2 separate regions of the Pan troglodytes genome follow, and region 2 is linked to region 1. The links are chromatin contacts, called in public Hi-C maps. All regions are on one chromosome and are shown on one strand. Each heading gives the region's core, a stretch centred on a gene start, on an enhancer-like site or on the middle of the called end of the contact. The rest is flanking DNA. Distances are from core to core; before and after follow the strand shown.

What was found. Hi-C and Micro-C count contacts between places; a contact is called where the count stands out from the background.
Region 2: a contact with region 1 is called in a Hi-C map of stem cell-derived neural progenitor cells, with 4 times the contacts expected there. The contact joins two enhancer-like sites. A contact is called at or near these places in 1 of 7 Hi-C or Micro-C datasets (stem cell-derived neural progenitor cells) and 1 of 1 datasets of contacts at active chromatin or transcription factors (stem cell-derived excitatory neurons).

What each region holds. Positions count from the first base shown.
Region 1 is chr23:37,450,623-37,455,904 of NHGRI_mPanTro3-v2.0_pri, reverse strand. No RefSeq gene overlaps it. Among named protein-coding and RNA genes, the nearest start is that of HMOX1, 30 kb to the left of the region's middle. Within about 2 kb of position 2,499, at least 12 of the 24 cell types and tissues checked have an H3K27ac peak or open chromatin away from gene starts, as enhancers often do. A contact at or near this core is called in stem cell-derived neural progenitor cells, where this site is marked.
Region 2 is chr23:38,017,894-38,023,175 of NHGRI_mPanTro3-v2.0_pri, reverse strand. All of the region lies in intron 2 of RBFOX2 (RNA binding fox-1 homolog 2), which reads left to right. It also overlaps the pseudogene LOC129138400. Among named protein-coding and RNA genes, the nearest start is that of RBFOX2, 110 kb to the left of the region's middle. Within about 2 kb of position 2,450, at least 2 of the 24 cell types and tissues checked have an H3K27ac peak or open chromatin away from gene starts, as enhancers often do. A contact at or near this core is called in stem cell-derived neural progenitor cells, where this site is marked.

The sequences.
Region 1 (5,282 bases), core at 1,250-3,749:
GCTTGGGCAGGTGTTTCCCTATCCCTGCTGGTCCTGGAGGGGAGATAAACCCGGGGTCCTGCTTCCCTCTCTTGTAGATATTTGAGTTTCTTTCCTCGTATTTCTTTCCTTTTTGGAAGGAGGATTATGGAATTTGGGGGTTGATAGGGCAGAAAAGCAGAGTGCAAAGGGGCCTTACGCTCTCTTAAATCAAGCCGATTAACAGATGGGGAAACTGAGGCCCAGAGAGAGGAAAAGGCTTGCTCCAAATCAAACAGGAAGTCAGTGTCTGTGCACCACTGGAAGCTGGGTTGGCTGACTCCTGGGCCGTGCTTGGGCCTGACACAGGGGGCCCCAGGAGTCCCCACCCTCCACCCTGCACTGACTTCCCTGTGCTTGTGCGTGGGTGGGGGCTGCTTCCTCCCCGGGCAGGCCGGGCTGGCACACAGAGCCTCCTGGGCCCCTGCACCAGGTAGGGAGGCAGTACACTGGTCAGGGCAGGCCCCTCCCCTCCCTGGGCCTCCACTTCCCTGTCTGTACATTTCTCACCCGCCTCAAGAGGTCCAAGTGCCCTGCCAACCTGACTCTGACCCACTGGGGATCTGGGGCCCTGGTCAGCTTGGGTTCCTTCCCTCTGCTGGCCAGCCTGGTCCACGGTGCACAGAGGGTGCAGGGCCAGCCTGCAGCAGGGGCAGGAAGACGTCACAGGAGTCCTGAGTCAGAGGCAAGGGGTGAGGATTCGGCCCGGCGAAGCTGCTTCCTCCAGTCTCGCCCTGTACCAGGGTGGGTGGAAGTGAAACCTGCCAGCTTACCCGCTTGGGTCTGCTCTGAAAAAACAAGCGGACATGGGGACCAGGAGAGCAGCCCCAGCCCAGCTCCCAGCACCTGTATCTCCCTCCACGCTGCCGGCACCCCTGCTCGCTCCTGGTCCCATGGCTAATCCTCGGACCTAAGGCTAGGCTGCCCTAGGATGAATCTAGCCACCCTCAAACTCCCACTAGGGCAGGGGGCAGGGGGCAGGGAGTGGAGGCGGGTGTTTCATGTGGCAGCCCCTCTGAAGACACTGTGGCCACCTGCGAAAGAGCAGCGTGTCTGGGAGAATGGACTCAGGGCCTAGAGGGCAGCAGAGGGCAATACAGGGCTGCTTCGTCCCTTTGAATTCATATGTTGAATCTCTAATCCCTAGTATATCAGAATGCGATTGTATTTGGAGGTAGGACCTTTAAAGAAGTGCCAGGCACTGTGGCTCACACCTGTAATCCCAGCACTTTGGGAGGCTGAGGCGGGTGAATCACCCGAGGTTGGGAGTTCGAGACAAGCCTGGCCAACATGGAGAAAACCCGTCTCTACTAAAAATACAAAATTAGCCAGGTGTGATGGCGCATGCCTGTAATCTCAGCTACTCAGGAGGCTGAGGCAGGATAATCGCTTGAACTGGGAGGCGGAGGTTGCAGTAAGCCGAGATCGCGCCATTGCACTCCAGCCTGGGCAACAAGAGTGAAACTCTGTCTCAAAAAAAAAAAAAAAAAAAGTGATTAAGGTACAATAGGTACAATAGATCATTAGGTGGACTCTAATCCTTGATGAATGGTGTCCTTATAAAAATGGGACTTTTGAACATAGAGATATGCAGAGGGGATATGATGTGAGGCCCCAGGGAGAAGATGACCATATACAGCCACGGAGGGGCCGGAAGGAACCAACTGAACAGATGGAGTCCACGTCCTTGATGTTGAACTTCAGCCTCTAGAACTGTGAGAAAGAAGATTTCTGTGTCTAGGGGCCTGTCTGTGGGGCAGGGTGGTGGCGGTCCACGGGGAGAGGGTGGGAGGCACTGGGCAGGACGGGGCAGTGGTGGCAGAGATTGGTTTCTGCGGGGATGGAGGGAGAGAAGGAATGAAGGACGGCGGGAAGCAGGTTTCTCACTGCTGGAGAAGGGAATTACACATGGGGAAGGGCGGGAAAGAGAAGGAATCTGTGGTAGAGCTGGAGTTACTGGGCGAGCTCATGATTTGTCTACACGTGCAGTCAGAAACGGCAACGCACACGGATCTGAGCGTGTCGGCTGAGAAGGCGCGGGAGCAGGGGCCCCAGCAACGGCACACCGGGGCTCTGTAAAGAGAGGGAGGGGACCGGGCTCGCTTTTGCCCACCCAAAGCTCCCGTAGCTGAGCTCCCAGCTTGTCTCACCAAATCCTCCCCACAACCCTGTGAATCGGGACGTGTAAGAAGATCTGAGGCTTCCAGAGATGAAATCCCTTGTGCAGTCCCACAGCAGAGCCCGGCGGTGAAGCCAGACCCTCGGACTCCAGCTCCCAGCCCCATCACCATTGTTACTCAGCCCCACCAGTCAGAGGGCGTGTGTGCGTGTGTGTGTGCACGCGCGCGCCTGTGAGCTCGCGCGGGGCAGGAGCGGGCAGGAGCCGGCAGCACCCGCCCCTTTCTCCCGGTGTCTGTACCCGGGAGGGGCTGACTTGGCCGCGGTGGACTCCACCCTAGTGCCCCGGCAAGCCCTGTACATGCAGTGCTACTGCCATCTCGTGGTCGCCTTGAAACACTGACCCTGAGCAGGGGCCATAGACCGTGCTCAGAACTGGGCCTACCTCCAGCCACCTTGCAGCGGGCAAAGGCTTCCTAAAGCGCCTACCGAGAGCCCGCAGAGCCCAGTCCAGGAACGCCAGGGGGACCCTGCCGCGTTGCCGGGATCAAGACAGCCCTGACCCTCTTAGGGTTAGCAGCCCAGACCAGGAGGAAAGACAGACACAGTCCTTTGGTTCTCCCCCAGTGGGGAGTAGGGACAGACGTTATTCTGGAGCTGGGAAGGCAATACCAGAGGCAGAGCAGGGGTCCCTAGAATTACTGAGGAGTCTGAGGGACAGGGCTCTGAGCCAGGTGTCTGGAGCAGAGGCCATTCTGGAAGGGAGCGGGGAACCATCCGTGACAATAACAATATGTACAGAGCATTGTCTACATGGCAGGTGCTGAGTTACTTGTTGGCTCAGTCAACCCTAACAACCCTATGAGTGTTATTTGCCCATTTTACCAGTGAGAAAACAGAAGCACAGAAAGGTTAAGTAATTTGCCTAAGGTCACACAGCCCAGAAGTGGCCGGTCTGGGAGGTGGGTACTGACACTAGGGCAGGAGGTGGAGGGGTCGGTGTCCAGGCCCAGGGTGGGATCGTGGTGGCCCAGGGGAGCCAGGAGGGAGAGGGCTCGGTGGAGGCTCTGCAAAAGGCTTCCTCAAAGGCAGGCCTGAGGCTGCCCCCCAGGCGCCCTTTCCCCTGCCCACCAGCCCCTCCCAGCTCCACTCAACCCCTCCCCTTCATGCCTCCGGCCCAGCGCCTTCCGATGTAGCTGGGCCCAGCGGGAGCTGCGGCACCTCATTAATCCTGCCCTGTGGTACCAGGTGGAGGCCCTGCTCCTACCCAAGGCTCCCACCAGACAGCTGGCCCTCGTTTTCTTGGGGCCAAGACTTCCTGCAGCTGTAAAGTGATCCCACCCAGGCCTGCGGCCTCAGACAGAGCCTGCTGCCAGGGAACCCAGCCTGACTGCGCTGATGAATTCCCGCCAGCGCCCCCCCCCCAGCCCCCACGCAGCCCCAGCAGCCTTCTCTCTGAAGGAGGCCTTCAGGCAGCCCGGAACTGTTCCAGCCAGCCAAGCCGAGACCTCTGCAGGGGCCACCTCCTGCCTGGCATTCAAGGCCCTCCATGGCCCAGCCCGCCCCATCTTACCTCGGCAGCCTTAGGCCGTCCTCACAGAGAGCCTCCTGGCCCTGGGCGTCCCGTCCCATCTTCTTCTTTTCACAGCGTGAAACAATGATTGAGTTTATGTCTGTCTTTCTCGTCCCTTTCCCTCCCACGTGACCCCACAGGGCTGGCACCTGGCCGCTTCACTTCTGTCTGGCGGGCACCTAGCGCTATGCTGTGTGCAGCTGGCTCCCAGGGGATGCACCCACAGGGAGGAATGAACAACCTGGCAGTTTTCACCCTTAGCAGGGACCTGAGACCCTCCCAGCCCTGGGGGCCATCTGTGGAAGTTTCCTTGGGTTTCCCAGCTAACACAGGGGAGAGGAGGCCTTGGCTTTGATCCTTGTAAAATCACAACTCCCCTCTAAGAGGTCCCCAGTTAAGTAGGGAGAGAATGAGGGAAGCAGGCCGTGGGGTGTGGGTGGGGCAGGCAGGTGAGGCAGCAGTGAGGAAGGTTGGGGGTCCCAGTCTTCCATTACTTAGTGTATGACCAGGCAAGTCCCTTCCTCCCTCAGCCTCAGTTTCCCCACTTGTAACTGGTGGCCAACACCATTGACCCCCTGGGGCTGTTGTGAGGTACGGAAAGGGCCGGGCCAGGGTAGGGCACCTGGCAGGAGCTCACAGATGCCCTGGATGTGGCAGAGGGAGCCTGGCCTGGACCATGAGCATCCTGATGGCGGCAGGGCCTCCCCCTCCCCTGCCTGGCACCAGTGTGCCTGCCCCCAGCTGCTTTCCTTGCCCCAACTCCATCTTGAGGGCTGGGCTGGGCCTGGTCTCCTGTATGCCCAGCTCCAGACCATACCTCAGATGGCAGGTGCTGCCTGCCCACTGCCCATGGGAATCAGTGGCTGCTCACACAGACCTCGGCCCTCTCCTAGGAGCCCAGGACCCTGTGGACCCAATTGCTTTGGCCTCACACCGTTCCCCGACCGTGTCCTGGGCCAGGAGGCTCCAACATGCCTCAGCAGTGACTCCCAGGGAGTCTGGCCTAGAGATCCCACACCTGAAAAGGTGGCACCCTAAGACCTGGGGCTCTTGAGCTGCCATGGAGGGAAGAGCTGACCCCCTGCACCTGACCTGGGGTCCAGCGTCTGGAACTGTGTGCCATGTCTTCCCAACTTAGCTTTGGTGCCTGGAAAATGGGGAGGATGCGCTTCTGCATGAGGAAATGCTGGCACATGACAACTGCATGAGCTTCCTCCTCTGAGCTGGGCGGCTCATGGAATCCTAGTCTCCGCATCTATACATCGAGGACGCTCACTTTGCTTCTCCCAGGCTGTTGTGATGCTACGAGCCAGTGCGTAGCCCCAGGCTGTGCCTGGCACCCAGCCTCGGAGGGCCAGCATCCTCCTGTGGCCTGTGCACCCCACATGCGCACACAGTCCACACGGGTCCCCGCCCTTGTGATTAGTGTGCTCTGTGCAGGGCAGGAGCTGGCCTCATGGAACAGCAGCACGAAGGTGCCTTGAGGAGGGAGGGATGTCAGCTGGGGAAGGCATGCATCCTCCGGGCAGGGGCGGTGGCTGGAGCCTGCCATGTGAGGTGGGAGGAGGCGGCA
Region 2 (5,282 bases), core at 1,201-3,700, 570 kb before region 1:
AGGATCTTTGTTCCCTTAGTGTGTCTTTAGCCTGTGCTCTCACAAGCTTTGTGGTGTCGTGTGGATCACAGGATCGTTTAAGATAAAGATACTTTTAGCTCTTTAATTCTGGTATTTTATTATTGGTACAGGGACCCCATACATTATCTTAATTTCAGAGTAACACATGTCTCGGCATGGGACGGGGGGTGTCCTAATGAAAAGAGGGCTAACAGGTGGAATACTGACTATGTGCAGGCACTGTATAAAGCAAGTAGTTTTTAAATCCCATTTGCAGGTGAGGAAACCAAGGCTCAAAGGGATTAAGTCATTGTCCAAGGCTATGTAGTTGTTAATGAGTGAATCTGGGTTTTAAAATAAATGTGTTAAATTCCAGGGTTGATATTTGCACTGGGCATTTATTTACTTTTACTTGAATTTTTTTTTTTTGCATTTTACTTGCATGCTTAATTTTTCTTTGCTCAGCAGCAAACATTATGTTCCCCACTTGCTTCCCTATTTACTAAGGGGTGATAGTTATGTGTTATATATCTATAGTCCTGTATAGTTTACAGGTATTGCTGTAATACCTGTAATGGGTATTGCTTTCATACCCATTCTCATTTGATCTTTGGTAAGACCCCAGTGAGTCTTTATTATTTGGGTTGGGGGGAAGGGTTTTAATCTCCATTGGCAGATGAGGAAATCAAGATTTGCAGTTTCCTGAGAGATTTGCCAAGGGTGGTAATAAGTGGCATAAAATTGGCTTTTTAAAAAAAACCAATTCCTTGGCCACAATTTATTTAAAAGGCAAATGGAATGGTCCTCCTAGAAAAGATTTGGAAGTTAGCCAGATGTGGTGGTGTGCACCTGTAGTCTCAGCTACTCTAGAGGCTGAGGCAAGAGGATGGCCTGAACCTAGGAGTTCGAGGCTTCAGTGAGCTGACTGTGCCAGTGCACTCCAGCCTGGGCGACAAAAGACCCTATCTCTAAAACAATATGGAAGTGTAAGAAGTTGGGGAAATAAAAGGAAAAAGAAAAAAGAAAAAAAAGATATGAAAGGCCTGGAGCCCTTTCCCCCATAAGGCTCTGCTGACTGGAAGACAGTTTGAAAACCAGTGAGGAATGATCAAAGAACTCTGGTGTCAGACAGACCTGAGTTCAAATTCCAGTTTGGACTGATACTTAACTTCCCTTAGGCTTACTTCCTCATTTGTAAGATGGGATGCTTTTATAGGATTGCTGATAAGTATTAGCCAAAAAACATGCCAGAAATCTAGCACAGTACCTTCAGCTTCTGTGGATGCAAGGGGAGTGTGTTAGGCAGTGTAGGCTGACCCCTCACCACGTGCAGGACTCACACTAAATGTTGGGGGAAGTCATTGCTAAGACAGAGCCATAGGACTTCAAACCCAGCACTTCATACCTGACTGAAGGTTCAGGTGTCACATTTATCAATAGTTTAAAACAGGAGGGGGCAAACTTTCTGTAAAGCATCTGAGAGCATCTGGGCCATATGGTCTCTGTTAGAGCTACTCAGGAACTCTGGCACGGTAGCAGGGAAGCAGGCTTAGATTATAGTAAACAAAAGATTGTGGCTCTATTCTAGTAAAACTTTATTTGTGGGTACTGAAATTTTAATTTCATATAATTTTTATATGTCATGAAATGTCGTTTTTCTTTTGATTTTTTCTTTCAGTCATTACAAGATGTAAAAGCTATCTTAGCTGGTAGTCTGTGTGTGGGTTCTACAAAAACAAGTAGCCCATAGACCAAAGTCCTGATTTAGACATGTCTAGTTTTTTTTTTTTTTTTTTTTTAAATGGAGTCTAGCTCTGTCACCCAGTCTGGAGTGCAGTGGCGCAATCTTGGCTGACTGCAACCTCTGCCTCCCAGGTTCAAGCAATTCTTCTGCCTCAGCCTTCTGACTAGCTGGAAAATTAGCCACCATGCCCGGCTGATTTTTGTATTTTTAGTAGAGATGGGGTTTCACCATGTTGGTCAGGCTGGCCTCGAACTCCTGACCTCGTGATCTGCCCACGATGGCCTCCCAAAGTGCTGGGATTACAGGCATGAGCCACCATGCCCGGCCTTATCAGTATTCTTAATACCAACAGAGTTTCACATTGTATTTGACACTATTTACAAACTCAGTTTATTCCCTCTGTGTGAATACTAGCCATTTCTAAAATGAAATGCAATTGTGATTTAAATTTCACATATCATTATGCTAAATGCTGTTCACTTTTTGTTCCATGGTCCTGAAACAATTAACCTGTTTGGAGATAAGCTGCAGATACAAGCACACAGAGAAGGGGACTTAGGAAAGCTGGAGGAAGGAAAGGTCTGTCTTGCCTACATATGGGCTTAGGAAAATTTTCTAACTGGAAACCTTGCCTCAAGTCTGAGTCACACTAGAGGGACTCTTGGCCCTAGGGTGGGAGGAGAAAAGGGAGGGAAGGAAGTGGCTATGTCAGTTTTTGTCAACAGAGGGCACCCAGAGCAAAGCAAGTGTTCTGTGACACAACAGAATCTGCCCCTCTGCCCCAGATGAATTTACCAGACAGGCACAGAACTTCTTGCAGTGGATTCTCTTGTCCATCTCTTCATTTGTCTGATCTGTGTCTGCATTCTCATGTTTTCTCCCATGCTGGAACCAGAATATTCTAAATGCAGTGTTAATAATTGTTATTTGCTGACTGCTTTAAGTGGAAGACCAATTCCCTCAATGTGCTGGGGTGAATTATCCCATGTTGTAAGGTTGGCCTTTTGGGTGGATGTGCAGTATTAGCTTCTAATTTAATTCAGTATCCAGTGAGCATGTATTCCTGAAATACTTTTGATGTGAAAGAGCACTTCATACCTGTATAACATGTTGTAAGAAGACTTTGTAAGTCTTATTGCCTAGAGCAGTATCCTCAAAGTGTGGCTTCAAATCCAGCCGCATCAGCATCACCTGGGAACTTACCTTTATTCATGGTCTCTGCCTCTTCCCCAGACTTACTGAATCAGAAACTCTGAGGATGGGGTCCAGTAATCTGTTTTAACATGCTTTGGTAATTCTTATACACACTCAACTTGAGAACCACTGTCATAGGGTAAAGGAGTGGAAGAGTTAAGGGCACTGGTATTTATGGAAGACTATGTGCCAAGTACTTGGCTAGGAGTTTCCTCTTCATTTTCCACATGAGAACAGCAAGCCTTAAAAGCATTAAGTGATGTGCCAAAGTCGTACATATAATAAGTGGTAGAATAGGGATTTGAACCCTGGTTTTTCTGACTCCTGAGCCATACTATAGTGGCTGGTAAGAAAATGCTAAGAGGCATTGCAATCTTTAAATTAATTCTTTTTTAAAAGTCCTTAAAATATTTTTTTAAAACAAAAGTAATTTGCATTCATTGAAGAAAATTTAGAATATACAGCAGATCAAAAGAATAGAATAAAATCTGCCTTAATATATTTAACTTTATCTTAACGTTTTGTTGTTGATTATCTTGTTTCAGCGTAACTCTGTTTGCATATATACACATTTTAAAATTCCTTACCAGATGTCAATCATATTCTGTAAACTTTTGTAAAATGCCTCCAGCTCAGCCCTACTGTATTATAAACATCGTTTCATGCCATTAGCTATGTCTGCTGCATCATTTCATGGCTGCCAAGTAGTACCTTGTAAGGTTGTAAGCTTTTTTATCATAATTCTTTCTAAAGTCCGTCTTGTTTTGATTTCATGATATGCTTTTAGGAAGAATAGGATACTGAGTGCTTTGGTACTGTGGGTAAACAATTTGTCCAGAGTGGCTTAAAGTATAAAATTAAGGCAGTAAGCAGATTTTGGTTGAGAAGGGGACATGGAACTGGAAAGGCAATACTAAACATGTTTGAGGTTAAAGTGAGCCCAGAAATAAGAAAACAAATTGAAGTAAAAAAGCCAAAGTATCAGGAATAGACTGGGATCTGTGAGTTAGATGGGTTAGAACAAATAGGAATACTGATGGTGAACAATTTGATGGCGCCAACAGCCTGCTTTTATTGTTGGCTTTTTGACATAGAGGCTGAGCTGCCGAATGACAGCATGAGAAAAACTGGGCATAAGACTTCCATAAATAGCAGTTATTATTTATTGAGGACCTTCATGACCAGGCATCATATTAATCATTTAATTTTTATAATAACCACATGCAATTAGATACATTAGTTTTCCCCATTTTACAGCAGTGGAAACTGACAGTGACATTTAAAGTAACTTGGCCAAATGCTTTGATTGGAACCAAATTAGTTAAAACTCCCAAACCTGTGCTTTTGTGCGGTCGTTTATCCTCATTCTTTTTTTCATGGTGTGGCAGGTGTTTAGCCACTATTCTGTGTATATGTATTGTTTTACTATGTGAGCTGGGACAGAAGGAGACTAGGTGTGTAAGAAAGGACACTAAAGTCCACTAGAGTGGAGGTGGACTTGAAGAACAAAACAAAACTAATAGCCCAGTCGTTTTCGTAGGAAAGGTGTAAACCTGAGCTAGATAGTGCAGTGAGCAGAGGATGGGAATAGCAAAGTGAATCATTGATAGGAAGGAGCAGGAAGGCATTTGGAAACAAGGGATGGCTAGAAGAATCAAAGTTCCCTCATTAAAATTTCCTTCCCAAAGGAGGTGATATACTCTCCAAGGGCACTTTAAAACAGCTTTATTGAGATATAATTCACATACTGTACAGTTCACCCATTTAAAGTGTGTGGCTTTTAGCATGTTTACAATCATTCAGCCATCACCATCACCACAGTCAGTTTTAGGACATTTTTAGTATTCCACAAGAAACTCCATTCCCCGTAGTTATCACTTCTTTTTCTTTTTTTTTTTTTTTTGAGACAGTCTCACTCTGTTGCCCAGGCTGGAGTGCAGTAGCATGATCTCGGCTCACTGCAACCTCCGCCTCCCAGGTTCAAGCTATCCCCCTGCCTCAGCCACCTAAGTAGCTAGGACTACAGGCGCATGCCACCTGCCTAATTTTCGTATTTTTAGTTGAGGTGGCATTTCGCCATGTTGGCCAGGCTGGTCTTGAACTCCTGACCTCAAGTGATCCACGCGCCTCAGCCTCTGAATCTGCTGGAATTACAGGCGTGAGCCACTGCTCCTGGCCAATCATCACTTCTTAATTCCTCTGTGCCCACTACTTCCCCAGCCCTATGCAACAAGTGGTCTCCACTTTTCTACAGATTTTGCCTATTCTGTATACAGTTTATATAAATAGACTCAATAGAATATGTGGTCCCTTGTGTCTGGCTTCTTTCACTTAGCACAATCCA